Regions from separate parts of the Mus musculus genome. Here region 1 is linked to region 2. A link is a contact called in public promoter capture Hi-C data. All regions are on one chromosome and are shown on one strand. The core of a region is the stretch at or near the end of the contact, and the rest is flanking DNA. Distances in the headings are between cores, read along the strand shown.

Region 1 (3,684 bases), core at 286-2,785, 130 kb before region 2:
TTACTATGATCATGAAGATATAAGGGAACACATGCATTTTACTTTAACAGTACTAGGGACTGAACCTAGAGCCTTATGCTAGCCAAATGCTAGACATCTCCAGCATCTCTCCAGCATTTTTTTTTTTTTTTTTTTGAGACAGGGTTTCATTACGTAACGAAAACTGACTTGAACTAAGTAGTTAAGGCAGGACTTCAATTTGAGGTCTTCCTCCTCAGGAGGTTTAGCCTCCCGAGTAGTTGGGATGCAGGGCTGTGTTACTAGGTAGGCTATGTGTATTTTGTAGCCAGAAGAAGGAGGTATAAAGGGTTATAGGAATAGGGAGAGATTATAAGCCTGAAGGAGCAAGTTGTACAGAACTGGACAAAAATCAGATGGGCTGAGGCTGGATTACCTAAGGCAATTTCTCAAATCATATAAGCCCAAGGAAGCAGGGAAACAGGGATTAAGTTCTAGTTTTGGTCTTAGTCTCAGTTATGTCTCTGTGCCTTGGTTTCCTGATTTGAAATGACAGGTGGATGAAACAGAGTGGCCTCATTGATTCTGAACCTGTTGATTTTGGGAAGGGCTCTGCCAGAAGAAATCCTCAAACCAAATGTAAACCCCGGGCACAGCTAATGCCAGTTTTGGACCCATGGAGGATTTAGTTCAAGGGGTGGGTAGGCTAATCACAGGTCACTTTTGCTAGGATTAAGGTAGAGGGAAGTTCAAGTTGTTGAAGCTGGCCTTTGGAGACTTCGGTTCTCACCTCTTTAATACAGATGTTTTCAGAGGGTCAAAGAGCTTAGTTTGAGCTTGGTGATGTGCAAATTCAGTGAGGGGCCTGGCCTCTGCCCGCTGTATTCATAGTCATTGGAAACAATAGCCTGCCGTTATGTTCTCTCTATTCCTTCGTAGGGACAGAATCCCATGATAAGAAGTGTCTGACTGTTATATCCCCAGCCTGACTTTAATGTCTACATTAGACTCTTGTGGGCATTTATTATGTGCAAAGGTTATATTAGGTACTTTTGTGACACACAAGAGTCCCCTTTGGACAGACACAAAAGCTAAGGCCTCAAGAAGTCCCCAATACCCAAATGTGTCCCGCTTGCTGGGCACTGCCTATAACAGGTGTGTTAAGTACTGACTTTGTCTTTTGCTCAGTGTCAGTGGGAATCGGAACTGGGAACTGGGGGCTAACTCTGAGGGCTATCATGGTGCTGGTTCCCCTTCTCATAACCAAGGCAACTTTTTATTTCATAAATAACAGAACAGGGCATTGTCCCCTGCCGGTCTTTTCTGGGTGAGGAATGCGCTTTTTATAGCTTGGGATCGGTTCTGTTTACTTGGTTTCTTCTAGCACCGGTTATTCCTGCCTAGTTTTGTCCTTCACTGTCCTTTCTCTCTCTTCCTAGGTTTCCTCTCTGCAAACGACAACTCGAGAACACATGCTGTTTGTGTGAGTGTGCCAACCAAGGAATTTCACTCCCCTCCTTCTCCAAGGCTGCCTACCTCTCTATAAATAATTGTTCTCTTCCCTCCCTTCAGACCTGGGAGTAGTTTGGTCACATTAACGCACGCGCGCCTGCTCACACACTTTCGTGGGGCGGGGATGTAGCATGGGTGACCTTGTGAAGGTACTAGCCCACTGGGGATAGGATTAGCAAACCTGAAACCTCTGCAAATATCTGGCTTCCTCCGGCATTCCTCCCGAGGCTTCTGGCTGTCTCGTGCCTACCTCACCCAGTACCCTTTAGGCTCGCTCCGCCACACAAAGCCCCATCCGCCTATCTCCTCTTCGCAAACCCCGAGAACTTCATTCCGCACGTTGAAACTCGTCGGTGGCGGTGGCGGGTAGGACTGGGCATGCTCAGTGGCGGGGACAGGTCTGGGAGGCGAGGAAGCCGCATTTGAAGTGGCTCGGCCTTGGGATGAGGGGGAGGCGGGCTCCCCGGCCGGGGTCCACCGAGGTTCCCGCAGCTGCGCGCGATGCCGACACGCTGCGGGCGAGAGCAGCAAGCCCGGTGCGCGGGGCCCAGCTCGCCGAAGACGTGGGGACGCCGACGGGAGGAGGGGAGGAGCGCCGGGGCCACCAGCTCCCGACCGCGGCGCCGAGGCTGCGGGAGAGCAAGCCCCAGGGTGGATCGGAAGATCGGGGAACGGCCGACCGTGACCTCCAGCGAGGCTGCCAGAGCCGGAGCCCGCGCACCGCTCCGCCGGTCCCGGGCATGGGCGACCGCGGCGCGCAACACGAGCGCGCGGCCCTGCAGTCCCCGGGGGCCCCCGAGGGCGCCGCGGCCGCCGTGAACGGGCTGCTGCACAACGGCTTCCACCCGTCGGCCGCCAGCAGCCGCGACCCGCCGGCCCCACGCTTCCAGCTCCCGTCCGAGCTGCAGCCGCAGCCGCTGTTCGCCCAGCATGATTCTCCGGCCAAGAAATGCCGGCTGCGGAGGAGGATGGACTCCGGGAGGAAGAACAGGCCGCGTAAGTCCTGCCGGCAGGGAAGCGCCGGTGCCCGCGGTCGAGGGGGGCGACAGAGTGCCGCTCTGGACTGCGTCCTCCCTAGAGGCGTCGGGCGTCCAAGGTGGCGGCCCGCGGTGGCGCCTGTCTAGTCCGATCCGCCTACTGGGTCGGTCAGACACTAGCTGGAGCTGCTCCCTCGGTCACCGTAGCGGCTGGGAGAACGCACTGCCCGCTGTTATTGGTGGCCGTGGGGCAAACAACCCGACTGATCTTGGGTCTGGGACTAGGAGGAGGGCGGGCTGGCACAGCCCGGGGCTCACTGCTCCCTTCTCCGAGCACATCTTTTGGGGCGTGCATCTCAGGCTACCAGTTTGCCCTTTGAATCGCAGAGTAACCGCCAGTATCTAGGGCCCATTGGCAAGCTTAAGGAGGCGTGGAGTTTGACAATCCCCCAAATCACAGCCTATTAAACAGTGTTTCCACACAGCCAGTGAGACGGCTGGTGTAGAGGGAAACACCCACTGACACCATGTGGGCCGGAACGGTGTGGACCAATGAGGATTGCAGGTGGATTCCCCCCCTCCCCTTGGAGTGGGTCGAGTTGAGTGTTTGTAATTGTACAACTCCAAAAAGTGCGTTGTTTCACAACCTGAGACTTGTATATATAATGGTAGACTGTAAAGGGTACCTTCCCCACCTGACATTCTGGGATGTCAGTTTGTAGGTAGAGATTACGAGTTGTTTTGTTTTGTTTTGTTTTGTTGTTGTTGTTTTTTTTCCTTATCTGAGCCTAACTCCATTCAACTGGTTACCTCTTTGTGGGTGTCTTTAATGAAGCTTGTAAATGGCAGAAAGCAAAGTAAGTAGAGTCCACGGTAGTGAGCGATCGGATTCAAACGGGTACCTGTTGCATATCAATTAACTGTTCTGGGTTGGGAAATGATTAAATTGGGCTTCAATTTCTGTAAAAGGTTGATGTTTGGAAAACAGCATAACTCCTTCGCCTGTCTTTGCTTATAATTTTTATCTTTCTGTTCATAGTTTTCATAGCCTTTCTGCAATGCATTCGTTTCTAAAACGTTGGGAACCGCTTTAACACGTCTGGGTGAATCCAGTGCTTACATTTTGCAATGTTAATGTTGTGTGGAGTTTGGGAATTGCCCAGCAGATTTGATTTGGCCATGGCTGTTAGACGGTTATTAAGCATCTGCGTTTTTTGTTTGTTTGTTTGTTTTTGTT
Region 2 (3,466 bases), core at 314-2,813:
GGAGCACTCGCTCCCTCACTCTACTCGATTGTTTTTAGAATGCCAGCACCAGGGCACTGACCTTGGAAGGACTGGGAGTTGAAGGCAAGCCTGGACTGAAAGACTCCGAGAGGAGCCCCTCGCTCAGGCCTCAGGACAATAGCGGACACCCAAGAACTCACAATAGACCAAGCTTGATGCAAACCACATGAGGCTTTATTGGGGAAAGCCAGAACTCTGGGGACGACTCATATCCCACGCAGGGGTAGAGGAGTGGACCCCGAGGGGAAAGAGGTCCCAGTTTTTATAGGCCCTCAGGGGAGAAAGGAGAAGGGGGGGGGGAGTAGGGGATTTCCAGATCTAAACAATGTCTATTCTCAAGAAATGGGTATGGGAGGGGTACAAGGAAAGAGTCTGGTGCAGGTGTAGCAACTCAGGATTGGCCGGGCTGTGGTTGCTGGGGAGATTTTCTGACTCTTTCTCAGCAAGCAATATCACAAACACCTGGCAATGGGCTTCATCAGTGGGCACACACTTGGGTTCAATGAACAGTCAAAACATTGGCAGACACACAGGTTCAAGGAGTGGCCAGAGCATTGTGCACCTCTATTTTTCTAAATCAGTGAAGCTAGTTCTGCTAACACTGACATCTATCTTGCCAATTCCAGGGCTTCTGTGTCCTTTTACATTCTGTCAGGATCTTTCAGGACCACATGGTATCACATGTTCTTCAAACACACAACCTTCGTGCCCAACAACAACAAATCCAAAGTACAATATTGCCTACTATTGACCAGTGGGTTCCCGTTCCTCTCAATTTTTCCTGAAAGCTTAATTTCTTTTCTAACTTTGCCGTTCGTCATAATCAGCCAGGACTTTTGTTGAAAAGAAGACATTTAGAGGTTGGCATTTCTAACCAGTTCCTAGCTTGCGTCCGTCTGAAGGACCATTCTGAATTGCGATAACTTCTATGAGCTTGAGTCTGACCTCGTCAGTTCAGAGACTTTGCTTTTGCCTAAAAGGATACCTGAGGGGATGGCTAGCCTGGAACCTGCAGCACACAGTGCCTCCTGGAGGGCGGGGCAAACACCATTTACCCCCCCCCCCCCAGCCCCAAACACACACACTGTTAATGAGCCTGTTAATGAACCTGTTAATGAACCCATTTTCTCCTCTCAGCAAGAGAGAGAAGCAAATGTTCTTTTATTTTATAGAGAAACTGAGACTCAGAGTTAAGTTGACTGCCCAAAGTCATGGGGCTTTGTGGGGCGAGTTGAACTCAAGTCTTTAGGACTGACTGATCTGTGTAATGGTCTGACCAGGGTCCCGGTCCTTGCAAGATGCACGTGCAGGAGACTTTGTACAGCTTCTACTCTTTGACCATGCAGGGACATATCTTTTTGAGAACACCCAGCCTTCTTTAGTGTAGGTCCCAGCTACACAAGACTGTTACAGAGAGAGCCCTGCAGTCCCCAGTGAGCTGGCTCACGACTCGCGGGCCTAAGCATTACATAACCTGGAGGCGCCCCTCCTCCCCGCGCCCCTCACCCGTGGTCAAGCCCCCAGCGCAGAGCGGATCCGGGGACAAAGCCCGTCCGCCGGCAGGGCAGAGTCACCCTCGGGGCTGCGGTGACTGAGAGCTTTGCTTCTCCGGGGCGGGGCGGTGGGATCTCCCTAGTGACAGTGTCCGGCGGGCGCTGCCTGCGGGCCCCGGCCCCTACGGCGCCTCCGCCCTGTGCGCTCCTCCGCCCCTCAGCCGGGACCGGACTCCAGAGCCGTGGGAAGGGGCCGCCGCGAAGGGGACATGTGGGCTCGCCGTCGCCAGCGTTGCAGCTGTCCCCGCGAGGTGAGCACCCGTGGGTCCCGGGATGTGGGCGGGCGGAGACCGGACAGAGGACAGCGGAGCGCACGCCGGAATCGGCGCTGTCCCGGTGCGGAAAGCTTTGCTTCTGTCCTTAAGGTTTCCCAACTCCGTAGAAACAGGTGGCTAGGAATCGAGATAGGGCAGCAGAGCTGGACCTAGACCTCGGGAAGGACGCAGGCGCTCCATTCTACATCTATCCCGGAGCTCAGCTGTGTCTAGATCCTAAGTCTGGCCACTTGTTGGGTTTAGAATGGAAGCACGTGCCCACTTGTCCTGTGTTCTGGAGTGTCTGGCTGGGTTTCCAGGCAGGTGGCTGCAGAGAGTGGCTTTGATCTGTGTCCTGTGATTTCCAGATGCGCATTTCCCAGGCAAGACAGACCGCCTTTCCCCCTGGGTTGTCCGGTGTTCTTGCTTTTTAACCCTCTCCTACCCACCAACCGTTTATTATCCTTAGGTGATCTCTTTAGAGCACACCGGCCTTCCCGTTTGGAATGAATTAAACTTAATTTCTCCAGTCGCTCCTTACCCTAAAGCAGCCAGCCCTGTATGTTTGGTGCAAACTGGTGATTCAGTGTTCTGGGCCACTCGCTTGCATTTTGTCTGGCCGCTGTTCTTCCCAGCTTTGCTGAGAGCTATGTGGGCATTCCAGCGTCTCTGCTAAACCTAGCCCAGAAGGAAAAAAATCTTCGGGCTTGCCAAGTTCAGGAAGACCCTGTGGCTACGGGTATTTGAGCTCACTAGCTGTTGAAATCTGCAGCTGCTGGCTGTGTAATTTCTCCCCCCCACCCCCACCCCCACCCCCAAGTCACACTAAACTACAGCTAATGGTGTGCTAGCCACCCGTGATGCCTGGCTTATGACTGTAGAAAGTGTGAGCTTTGGATACTGAGAGACTGGACACAATCACGTATTACTTACAGGATCTTAGAATTGAAATGAGTTTTAGAGAATCTATTAGATTCAAACCCTTCAGTTGAATAGCTTGGGAAGCTCAGAGCCATGTCTGCAAGGTTTGTTAAAACTTATATCTTTAAGTGTAGTTGGGACCAATATTGAAATCCAGGCTTTCTCCCTGTCGTCCTGGTCAGTGTTTAGGGTATTTTGCCTCTATGCATTTTAACAACAACCCCGGCACCATATGACTAGACCGGCCCAAGCATATAATTTTCTCATCCTTGTAATTACTCATCTGCTTTTAACCTGAGAGAGTTCTGAACTAGATGAGAGGTCGATTCAGTCAAACTGCCTTTGTTGTGTAAGTGTTAAAAGTTAAGAACACTTTAAACCTGGGATGATGGTACATGGCTGTAATTCCAGCACATCAGAGACGGGAGGCAGAGGACTCTTGGGAGTTCAAGATCAGCCTGAGCTACATAGTGACTGTCAGGCTAGTGAAGGCTACATAGGAAGACTCTATCTCAAAAAAAAAAAAAAAAAAATGGAGGGAAGAAAGGATGACAGGAAGAAAAGAAGGCACACATGGAGAGAAAGCAGGAAGGAAGCGAAGAAGGAGCCTCATGTTTAGGCAATGTTTAAAATTCTTCCCATATGAAGATGAATATGTGGATACTTCCCAAATAAACTCCCAGGAAAAGCAAGGATAAGTTGGAATAAGGTTCCTCT

What was found. Promoter capture Hi-C pulls out the DNA fragments that hold promoters and counts their contacts.
Region 1: a contact with region 2 is called in a promoter capture Hi-C map of liver. A contact is called at or near these places in 1 of 39 promoter capture datasets (liver), 1 of 484 Hi-C or Micro-C datasets (liver), 3 of 130 datasets of targeted methods (the NIH/3T3 cell line, bone marrow-derived macrophages and embryonic stem cells) and 3 of 9 other capture datasets (adipose tissue, liver and pancreatic islet).

What each region holds. Positions count from the first base shown.
Region 1 is chr19:34,877,306-34,880,989 of GRCm38.p6, reverse strand. Pank1 (pantothenate kinase 1) reads left to right here and starts at 1,535. Exons shown (of 7, transcript NM_001114339.2): 1 at 1,535-2,466. The coding sequence starts at 1,914.
Region 2 is chr19:34,745,425-34,748,890 of GRCm38.p6, reverse strand. It overlaps Slc16a12 (solute carrier family 16 (monocarboxylic acid transporters), member 12), which reads left to right and starts at 1,563. Exons shown (of 7, transcript NM_172838.4): 1 at 1,563-1,825.